Regions from separate parts of the Mus musculus genome. Here region 1 is linked to region 2. The links are chromatin contacts, called in public HiChIP or PLAC-seq maps. All regions are on one chromosome and are shown on one strand. Each heading gives the region's core, a stretch centred on a gene start, on an enhancer-like site or on the middle of the called end of the contact. The rest is flanking DNA. Distances are from core to core; before and after follow the strand shown. Region 1 has its middle 4.9 kb from the start of Gm40932. Region 2 has its middle 4.2 kb from the start of Gm23104.

The links. HiChIP or PLAC-seq counts read pairs in DNA pulled down with a chosen protein or histone mark.
Region 1: a contact with region 2 is called in an H3K27ac HiChIP or PLAC-seq map of microglia, with 4 times the contacts expected there. The contact joins two enhancer-like sites. A contact is called at or near these places in 3 of 39 promoter capture datasets (the 3T3-L1 cell line, the HPC-7 cell line and neutrophils), 2 of 15 datasets of contacts at CTCF or cohesin (CD8 T cells and pro-B cells), 23 of 484 Hi-C or Micro-C datasets (the BV-2 cell line, CD8 T cells, the G1E-ER4 cell line and 14 more), 8 of 115 datasets of contacts at active chromatin or transcription factors (CD8 T cells, the HPC-7 cell line, bone marrow-derived dendritic cells and 4 more) and 1 of 9 other capture datasets (bone marrow-derived macrophages).

Annotation. Positions count from the first base shown.
Region 1 is chr13:45,099,503-45,104,665 of GRCm38.p6, reverse strand. No RefSeq gene overlaps it. Among named protein-coding and RNA genes, the nearest start is that of Gm40932, 4.9 kb to the left of the region's middle. Within about 2 kb of position 2,730, at least 13 of the 459 cell types and tissues checked have an H3K27ac peak or open chromatin away from gene starts, as enhancers often do. A contact at or near this core is called in bone marrow-derived macrophages and microglia, where this site is marked.
Region 2 is chr13:45,028,105-45,033,054 of GRCm38.p6, reverse strand. No RefSeq gene overlaps it. Among named protein-coding and RNA genes, the nearest start is that of Gm23104, 4.2 kb to the right of the region's middle. Within about 2 kb of position 1,619, at least 60 of the 459 cell types and tissues checked have an H3K27ac peak or open chromatin away from gene starts, as enhancers often do. A contact at or near this core is called in bone marrow-derived macrophages and microglia, where this site is marked.

The DNA.
Region 1 (5,163 bases), core at 1,481-3,980, 70 kb before region 2:
GGCATCACAAACACTTTTCTACTTTCTAGTTGACCAGGTTTAGGTTCCATGTGTGGAAGAGAACAACAATAATAAACAAAGTAGAAGGTTCTCAAAGTGCCATTTTGGTAATCAAGGATTTATATAATTTCTAAAGTCTCTTTATTGTTCCCTTCTTGTGGTATTCCACTGGAATCAGAAAAGACACAAGATAGAATTTCACTCCTTTAAAATGTGTTGGGATGACTTTTGTGGCCCAGTGCATGGTCTGAATTAGGGAAAGTTCTATGGACTGATGAAAAAGCACATGTTACATAGCTATTGGATGTTCACGTCCTCTAAATATCTGATCGGCTCACATAACCTACCATCTACTTTTATTCCGGTGTTGGTTTGCTGATGCTCTGTCTATTGATTACAGTGGGGTGCTGTGATTTCCCACTATGTAGAAGTCAGAGGACAATTTGTAGTAGTCCGTTCTCTTTTCACACTGTGGGGTCCAGGGATCAAACTTACTAGGCTTGGTAGCAAGCCCCTTAACTTGCTGAGCCATCTCAGAGGCCCTGTCCCAAAGGCCCCTGAATCTTTCTTCATGCTTGTTTTTGTCCCTGTTGTCCTGTCTTCAGGCTCGGATGTCCTCCCTTCTTCCATCTGATGGTTACTGAAGGATTTCCACTGATTTATCATCGGACTGTTTGAGCATGCTCTTCGTTTCCTTCTCAAACAGTTTCTCTATAAAAATGTCTCGTTCATGCCCTATATGGTTTTGCTAATTGCGTGTAATGATTTGTCTGCATCCTTTAGGATCTCACTGAGCTTTTTGTAATTATTCTTTTGAACGCTTCATCAGACATTTCATCTGTTTCAATTTCTTTGCAATCTGTTGTTAGAGGATTATCATCATTTGCAGGTATATTACTTTTTCATGTTTGTTATATTCCTGCAGTAAGATGTGTGTATCTCGGGGAGTCGAGATCTCTACCACTCTTATGGGATAACTTTCTTTATAAGTGGCTTTCTCCTGAAGATGTATCTTGAAAGTACACTGGCTTTATTTCCACCTAGACATCATAGTGTAGCCTCCCTATACTCTCTTTAGAGATGATTAATGAGTTTGGACACACTACGTCTGTGGTCCATGCAAAACTATAGACACTGCAGCTGTGGTACCAGACAGCCGAATCTGGGAAATACATTGTCTATGGACACTTCTATGATAGAAGTGGTGGTTCCTGCCACGTGGTAGAGATTGGCTCAAGCACTGTTGCCCTGTTAGTATTGAGGACCTCTGGCACCTCCTGGTAGCACCAGTAACATGAAGGTCCTGAAGCAGTTTTCCTCTGACCAGTTGGAGGTTCAGAGCCAGGCTCTCCCTGGGAAAACTGATGACAGAAAGCACAGCACTCCTGCTGTGTTCGTTCCCAGTCTTGACAAGAGTGCCTGCTCACAGTGCTGGGGCAGCCAGCAGTGGGGATAGCATCAGTGTGGCGACAGAGTGGTAGGGGAGCGTTCTGTGCAAACTTACTCCCAGCAACCCCAGCAGTGTGACCTCAGCCTATCGCAGGAAAAGAACTGGATAGTTTCTCCTCAGAGTTCCTTTGTTCCCCTGGGGTAGGCTATCAGACAGGTGGTTCAGAGCCATCCCTTGTGAACAGGGCAATGGTGTAACTACCTTGATGTCCATTCTGCTCCATACTAGCAGGAGCCTGTAAACAGCTCAGGGTGGAAGGGTGGTGAAAACCTGTATCTGCCTTCAGTACAGGCACTGGCATGAATCAGCAAATAGGGAAAGGCTCCCCATCTCTTGGTTCTTGAGAGCGGTGTCCTCCCCCACCATCCAACTCACATCCATCCTTTCCAATGCCAGGCACCCAGTGGGATGGATTGCAGTTGAGCCACTCTGCTGGACGAAACTGGGTGAGACGTCTGTTGGTCCCAGGAATTGGACTAGATTTTTGCACTGATATATTTCTCAGGTTGGCTGAAAGGAACTATAGTTCCTGGTTAAACTAACAACTCTCTGTGGACATCATTTGGGTTTCACTCAGTCTTAGCTTGCTTTCAAATCAACACTGCAATTTGGAGCATTATTGGGAACTGGTTTGGAATCATTGCTCATTGCTTTGGCTCTTGAGAATATAGCTACAGCACTATTCCCCCAACTAATAACCACAGTGATTCCTACTGTGTCTGGGGTTCAGGACATCTGAAAGTCTCCTTGTCCACAAGCCTACAAATGAATTTTGAATTCTCCCTAGACATCAAATTATCTCAGACATAACCTCCAAGGTGACATCAACAGAAGGCTATTTATTTTTATACTGTATAGAATAGAAATTATATTCTCCTAATTATAGAAATTCCAGGTAAACAACCATATAGGTTTGCCTAGCATTGAGTTTTGCCGGACTTGGGAATTTCAGTTTTAGAGCCAAGATTATTTTGGCCAATTAGGACAAGTTGATGATACCATAGGGAAGGGCTGGAGTATTAACACTGCATCTTTCCATTCCTCCTCCATGACACTAGCTGACTGTTTCTTCCTCATCTATAACTGAAGTTGACCCAAGTAAATATGTTCCATGGCACTGAATAGGCCACAGAGAGCAAGCCTGTTGGCAGCACTCCTCCATGGTCTTGTGGAAACAGAAACAAATAAACATTCTTCTCCCTGAGTTGGCTTTTGTCAGGGCTTTACCACAGCAACAGAATGAAACTAGGAAGTTAGAAAAACCCAGGTTCTTTGGTCATTACGGAATGTCAGAGGCTAGCAAACACCTAAGTATAGAAGCTGAGACTTCCCTCTCAGGACTCCTGGGAACTTGGTACACTACCACATTCTAGCTGTGTGGTCTTGCAGAAGTCCTTTCTAAGCTCCTGAATCCTTGATTACAAAGCACCTTTTAGAGTCAGGGGTGATCTGGAGGTGCTGTTCATCTATAAGCACTTGCCTATCGTCCAAGGATTCAACTGTCAGAACTAAAGAAAGGAAGGAAGGGAATGAAAGGGAAGGGAGGGAGGAGTTGAAAAGGAGAAAGAGAAGAAATACTAACAAAGGGAAAAGTAGGAGGGAAGGAGAGGGGAATCAGTGGGGAGAATCTTAGAGGTCAGCACATTGCATTTCACAAAAGACGCTGAGCTCCCGCCAGCTCCTGCCCCTCTGTGGTCACACATATATCCAGGTGTGGTGTGAGACACCATCAAAATGTCTCCCTGTGGATGTAGATTCAACTTCTCATTATTAGAGTTGTATTACGTCTGAGATAGAAGGGGTTGTTGTTGTTTTTGTATGTCATTTTTGTTGTTGTTGTTGTTGTAACAGTATTGTCTTCTCCAAAAATGATCCCTGAGCTCCTGAGATATAAAAATCTAGATTGCAATGGCTGAGAGAATGACTCAGCACACAAGAGCACTTGCTACTCTTCCAGAGGACTGGAGTCTCTGCCACCCACAGCACACAGGTTCCAACCACCTGTAACTCTAACTCCAGGCGACGCTGGTCTCAGCAAACTGTCCTTCATACGGGCATATAGCACAGGCACACAGATGGACATTTTTTTTTAATGTCTTGGTTCTCAAACCTAATCATTTAACAAATAAAGAATCTGAAGCCAGAACAGATGGGTGAATTATGTTCTTGCTAGACAGCACACATCTAAATTCCAATCCTTTTACTTCCAATTTGCTCATCCAATGTTCTTCTATCAAATGGAATCTTGACCCTTTCTTTAAGGATTCTGTGGCTTAGGTAGAGCTGGGAGTTAGGCAGACCAGGAGTAGAACCCTTAGGGAGGTAGTAATGCAATGCGTGTGTTTAATTAAAAGGCATGCAAATTGGTTTTTCTAGAAGGGATTGAGAAGAATTGGGTGCTAAGTGCAAATTATGCCTCAGGCAAGCCAACAGAGGGGGCAGGAGCCCTAATGAGCAGGAGGCCAGCTAACACGAACACAGCTTACTGCCTTCAGGTTAATTCCAATCATGAGATAGTTCTTCATTGCTTGGTTAGTGTGTTCAGCAGGATGTTTGCCTCTGTAACAAATGCCTAAAAGAGGAAAGGTTCATTTTGGTCTTAAGGGTTTCAGTTTGGGCTTGATTGGCTCTGTTGCTTGGGGGTTGTGATTGAGACAGTATATCATGGTGGGAGGCACAGGTAGAGAAGAGTTGCTCACTCCAGAGCAGCCAGAAGCAAAGAGGAACAGTAGGAAACATCCAAGATACACACTAATGGCACATTCCCAATAACCACTTCCTCCCACTAGGCCCCCACCTCTCACAGTTTTACCACCTCCCGAGAGTCTTTAAACTTTGAATTCGTGATCGGTGATTGATTCATTAGGCTAAAGACCTCAGGAACATAATTGTGTTTGGAAACCATTTCGCAGACACACTCAGAACTGTGCTTTACAAATCTCCTAGGTGTCTTGAAATCCAATCGGAATCATAGTGACAGTAACCTAGACATTTTTTGTTAATATATATAGTTCTATAAACACAAAATTTGAGCTCTCTGACCTTTAAACAGAAGGCACCACCCACGGATATAAAGTGGGCTGTTGGCACCAGCTCCTGAGACAACCAACCAGACGATCATACCTTTGATATCTAGAGCGTGGGTAACAGCAGGCTCACCCTGGATTGTCAGAAAGCCTGCAGTGCTTCTCCTGATGTACCTCTATAATGCAGGCTGGTGCCTTCAGATGGCTCTCCCCGGACACATCCTGCTGGGAATGTGAGATCGCTTTTTAAGCTGGGAAGGAACCGAATGTGCAATCAAAAAGCCATGCCCAATTTGCTCAGCCCAGGCAGCTGACAGAGGGAAGGTAGAAAGTGCCTCTTGCCAAGGATAGCTTGTGAAATGGATTAGCGAATCAACCACGTTAGCTCAGCTGTGGCTTTGCGGATCATAGGAAACCCTGGTAGCTGTTGTGTCACCCTCCTCATTCTGGTGAGGAGGGGACTGTGTCTGACCAGGAGTTACTTTAACTACATCCGCCCCCAAAACTGTAGATAAGAATCTGGATTCTGAGGCAATGCTCTCCATTACACTGTGAAGAAAAGTGAGCCCACTTATCCAGGATTCAGGAGAAGTTGAAGAATTAGCTAAACCCGGTAATACTGTACGACAAAGATGAAGTGCTTCTGAGAATAATAGGAGGAATATATAATGTGATGTTCTAAAAGCA
Region 2 (4,950 bases), core at 370-2,869:
TGGTGCTGTGATGGAGACCAGTAAGTACGGACTGCACCCTATGAAACCATGAGCCAGAATACATCCTCCTCCTTTATTCCCAAAAGGTATTTGGCTAGCACGATGATAAAGTAACTAACAGAGCAGGAAACTCTTTCTCCCCCGACCCCCTTCCATCCTGAAACAGATCTCAAGTCCTTCATTTGATAGGCGTTCTTCCTACACTGGAGGTAAAGGAGCACCCTTCTCTCCAAAGCTCCAGGGCCACTGAGAAGTGTCTGAGTTCTCCCAGCCTATCAGCCTCAGATCACATCCTTTTGAGCAATCATACCTCTACATAAGTGCCTACAAGATTACAGTATCTCAGTGATGGGGCGTGGCCCAATGGATAAAGTAATTAGTGAGCAAGCCTGAGGGTCTGAGGTCAGATCTCTTGCACCTATATCTCACCCAGAGGCAGACAAGAGGAAATCGGGGGCTCGCTGGTCAGCTAATCTGGGCTAAACAGCAAGTTCCAGGTTGGTGAAGAGATCTTGTCTCAAAAAAGTAAAATGGAGCAGGATAGAAGAAGATACTCAGAGATGCCTTCACAGAGAGAGACAGAGACACAGAGAGACAGAAAGAGACAGAGACAGACACACACACAGAGACAGAGAGAGGCACACACACACACACACACACACACAGATAAAAACAACTTCTCTCATTCTTTGGGCCTTTGTTTCTGGTCTCCCAGGTCACACACACACACACACACACAAAATCAATTTGTTATACTGTTCTCTTGTTAATCTGTTGTAAGTCTCCAATCGAAATCTAGTGATGGGAGGAGAGAGAAATCTCTTCCTCCACAACTGTCTACTGGGGTCGGGAAAAGTATGCATGTCCTGTGCAATATTTTGGGTGTGACTAAAGGGTATTTGCTCTTTGCCGGGAATCTAAATGTAAGTGGGCATCCTGCCCCTCATCTGCCAGGCCTCTTCTGAGGAATGTGATAACACCGGTTGATACTAGCACACTAACTGTCAACAGCCCTGAAGGGAGATTAGCCATTTTGTGGCATTTTCTCCTCTGTCAGGGGTTCACTCCGTGACTTTGAACTTTAACAGCTGTGGCTTTCTTGTTTTTAAAAAAACGAGGACCATAAAGACTTCCTCAAAAGTGTTAAGTCCTTTAAGGGGACGTAGTGTATGCACTGAGGGAGGCTGAGAGCTGAGCGGGGAGCGGTGTCAGCAGACTGAGGACAGCTTGGGTTACAGGATGTCAAGCCAGCCTGGGCTGTAGAATAAGACTTTTTCTCAAAAACAGAAAAAGAAAAAAAAGAAAAAGAAAACAGAAAAAAAAAGTTAAATAGCCTCATTTATTATAGCAGAATAGCTTGCATATAGGCATGATAGGCCAAGAAATAACACAATTCACACATCAGTTCTAGATGCGGATGAACCTCAAGAAACCCTAAAAACCCAAGCAACCAGTCTTCCCCAGTATCTGCCTCTGAAATGCAGAGCCGAGAATCTTGCTTCCTAGGAGAAGGCGTTTAGCCCAAACGTGTCAGAGTTCTATTTTAGAACTCCAGAGTCGGTATCAGGTCTGTCAGATGGAGTTTCCATCTCTTGCTCTCCCTGAAGAAACTGACTCACAGCAGGAAACGTTCCCGTGGAGGTCCTGATGGGGGTCACTCAACCTTGTCCCTAGCCCGCGGCTGTTTATCCTTTTTAGTTCCGTGTTCAGAAAAGTACACTGTCACTAGAAAACTTTAACATACAATTTTTTTTCTTTGACTTTATATTCTTTGTAGCCATGATAAATTCAGATGACCGAATTGAATCCCAAAAATGTAAACCTCCCGGATGTCTGCAGCAGGCCAGTGTCTTGAGGAAGACAGCAGCGTGCCCTTTCCTCTCTCAACCTCTCAAATGATGAATTCTTTCCCCCAGCTTCATGTGAGGAACAGTAGCAACAGCCAGAAGCCAGCAGCTGGTGACGGCAGCGTCCTTGGCAGCTGATGTGAGCTGCAGCGCCCCCTGCAGGCCCTCAGAGACGCAACGCGGTGTCAAGATCGCATCCTGGCTACCAGCTCTCAGGCTGCTGAGGTCTGCCCTCTGCTGACGATAGAGACTAACTACACTTTTTAAAACAACTTGTCTTTCTCAGTGCAAGGGACCCCATTCAGATAAGGTGCCCTTTACGCGTGGGTGGGAGACCAAGTCTCTACTTTGGATTTCTGCAATCTAAATTCATGGACCCCTCGGTATCACAAAAACAAAAACAATACACACAAATGAACCTACGTTCAAGTCTTGTCTCTTATGATTTTTTTTGGTCCAATTTTGAGATTTATGAAATGATGAGAGCAAATGGGAATTTTCACAAGATTGGAATTGCATGGTGGAGAGAGAGAAATGGATCGTCAAAAACAGCCGTAAGGTTAAACAGGTGTGAATGCGGGATAAATAGGTGTTCGGCGTTGTTCTCAGTGCAGAAACACTGTGCACTGGCTGGGTTTTGTGTGCCAAATTGACACAAGCTGGAGTTATCACAGAGAAAGGAGCCTCCCTTGAGGAAATGCCTCCATGAAATCCAGCTGAAAGGCATTTTCTCAATTAGTGATCAAGGAGGGAGGGCCCAGCCCATTGTGGGTGGTGCCATCCCTGGGCTGGTAGTCCTGTGTTCTATAAGAAAGCAAGCTGAGCAAGCCAGGGGAAGCAAGCCAGTAAGCAGCACCCCTCCATGGCCTCTGCATCAGCTCCTGCCTCCAGGTTCCTGTCCTGTGTGAGTTCCTGTGCTGACTTCCTTTGGTGATGAACAGCCATGTGGAAGTATAAGCTGAATAAACCCTTTCCTCCCCAACTTGCTTCTTGGTCATAATGTTTTGTGCAGGAATACAAACCCTGACTAAGAAACACTGCTCTATATTAACAGTTCTGTGATCCCAAGTTGAGGGTAAAAATGATGTTCAAGCAACCAGATCATTTAAACTATCCTGAGCTGTCTCAGAGTTCCAGGAAAACTTTTCAAAATATATCTCATGATGATGAGGACACAGAGAAACTGAAATCTGATACTTTCCTAATGAGATTATGAAACATTGCAAGTGCTGTGGAAATCAGTTTGGCATTACTTCCAAACATTTGATATAGAACCACTATATGCTTGAGCATTCTACTCTTATGTACATCCACCCCCACCCTCCACAAAGAAATGAAAAACGGGTCCATATACAAAAGCCTGAACATGAATAGTAGACAAAACAGCCACAAGATAACAATCCAAAGGCATAAGAAACAAGGATGTTGGTGGCTGGAGAGATGGCTCAGTGGTTAAGAGGATGGACTGCTCTTCCAAAGGTCTTGAGTTCAATTCCTAGCAACCACATGGTGGCTTTATTTATTTGTTTTTATGTATATATGCACACTGTAGCTGTACAGATGGTTGTGAGCCACCATGTGGTAGCTGGGAATTGAACTTAGGACCTCTGGAAGAGCAGTCCGTGCTCTTAACGGCTGAGCCATCTCTCCAGCCCCCAATTTTACAGTTTTTTTTTAAATTAGGTATTTAGCTCATTTACATTTCCAATGCTATACCAAAATTACCCACCCACCCCTACTCCCCTACCCGCCCACTCCCCCTTTTTGGCCCTGGCGTTCCCCTGTTCTGGGGCATATAAAGTTTGCGTGTCCAATGGGCCTCTCTTTCCAGTGATGGCCGACTAGGCCATCTTTTGATACATATGCAGCTAGAGTCAAGAGCTCCGGGGTACTGGTTAGTTCATAATGTTGTTCCACCTATAGGGTTGCAGATCCCTTTAGCTCCTTGGGTACTTTCTCTAGCTCCTCCATTGGGAGCCCTATGATCCATCCATTAGCTGACTGTGAGCATCCACTTCTGTGTTTGCTAGGCCCCGGCATAGTCTCACAAGAGACAGCTACATCTGGCTCCTTTCGATAAAATCTTGCTAGTGTATGCAATGGTGTCAGCGTTTGGATGCTGATTATGGGGTGGATCCCTGGATATGGCAGTCTCTACATGGTCCATCCTTTCATCTCAGCTCCAAACTTTGTCTCTGTAACTCCTTCCAAGGGTGTTTTGTTCCCACTTCTAAGGAGGGGCATAGTGTCCACACTTCAGTCTTAATTTTTCTTGAGTTTCATGTGTTTAGGAAATTGTATCTTATATCTTGGGTATCCTAGGTTTTGGGCTAATATCCACTTATCAGTGAGTACATATTGTGTGAGTTCCTTTGTGAATGTGTAACCTCACTCAGGATGATGCCCTCCAGGTCCATCCATTTGGCTAGGAATTTCATAAATTCATTCTTTTTAATAGCTGAGTAGTACTCCATTGTGTAGATGTACCACATTTTCTGTATCCATTCCTCTGTTGAGGGGCATCTGGGTTCTTTCCAGTTTCTGGCTATTATAAATAAGGCTGCTATGAACATAGTGGAGCATGTGTCCTTCTTACCAGTTGGGGCATCTTCTGGATATATGCCCAGGAGAGGTATTGCTGGATCCTCCGGTAGTACTATGTCCAATTTTCTGAGGAACCGCCAGACGGATTTCCAGAGTGGTTGTACAAGCCTGCAATCCCACCAACAATGGAGGAGTGTTCCTCTTTCTCCACATCCTCGCCAGCATCTGCTGTCACCTGAATTTTTTATCTTAGCCATTCTGACTGGTGTGAGGTGGAATCTCAGGGTTGTTTTGATTTGCATTTCCCTGATGATTAAGGATGTTGAACATTTTTTCAGGTGCTTCTCTGCCATTCGGTATTCCTCAGGTGAGAATTCTTTGTTCAGTTCTGAGCCCCATTTTTAATGGGGTTATTTGCTTTTCTGAAGTCCACCTTCTTGAGTTCTTTATATATGTTGGATATTAGTCCCCTATCTGATTTAGGATAGGTAAAGATCCTTTCCCAATCTGTTGGTGGTCTTTTTGTCTTACTGATGGTGTCTTTTGCCTTGCAGAAACT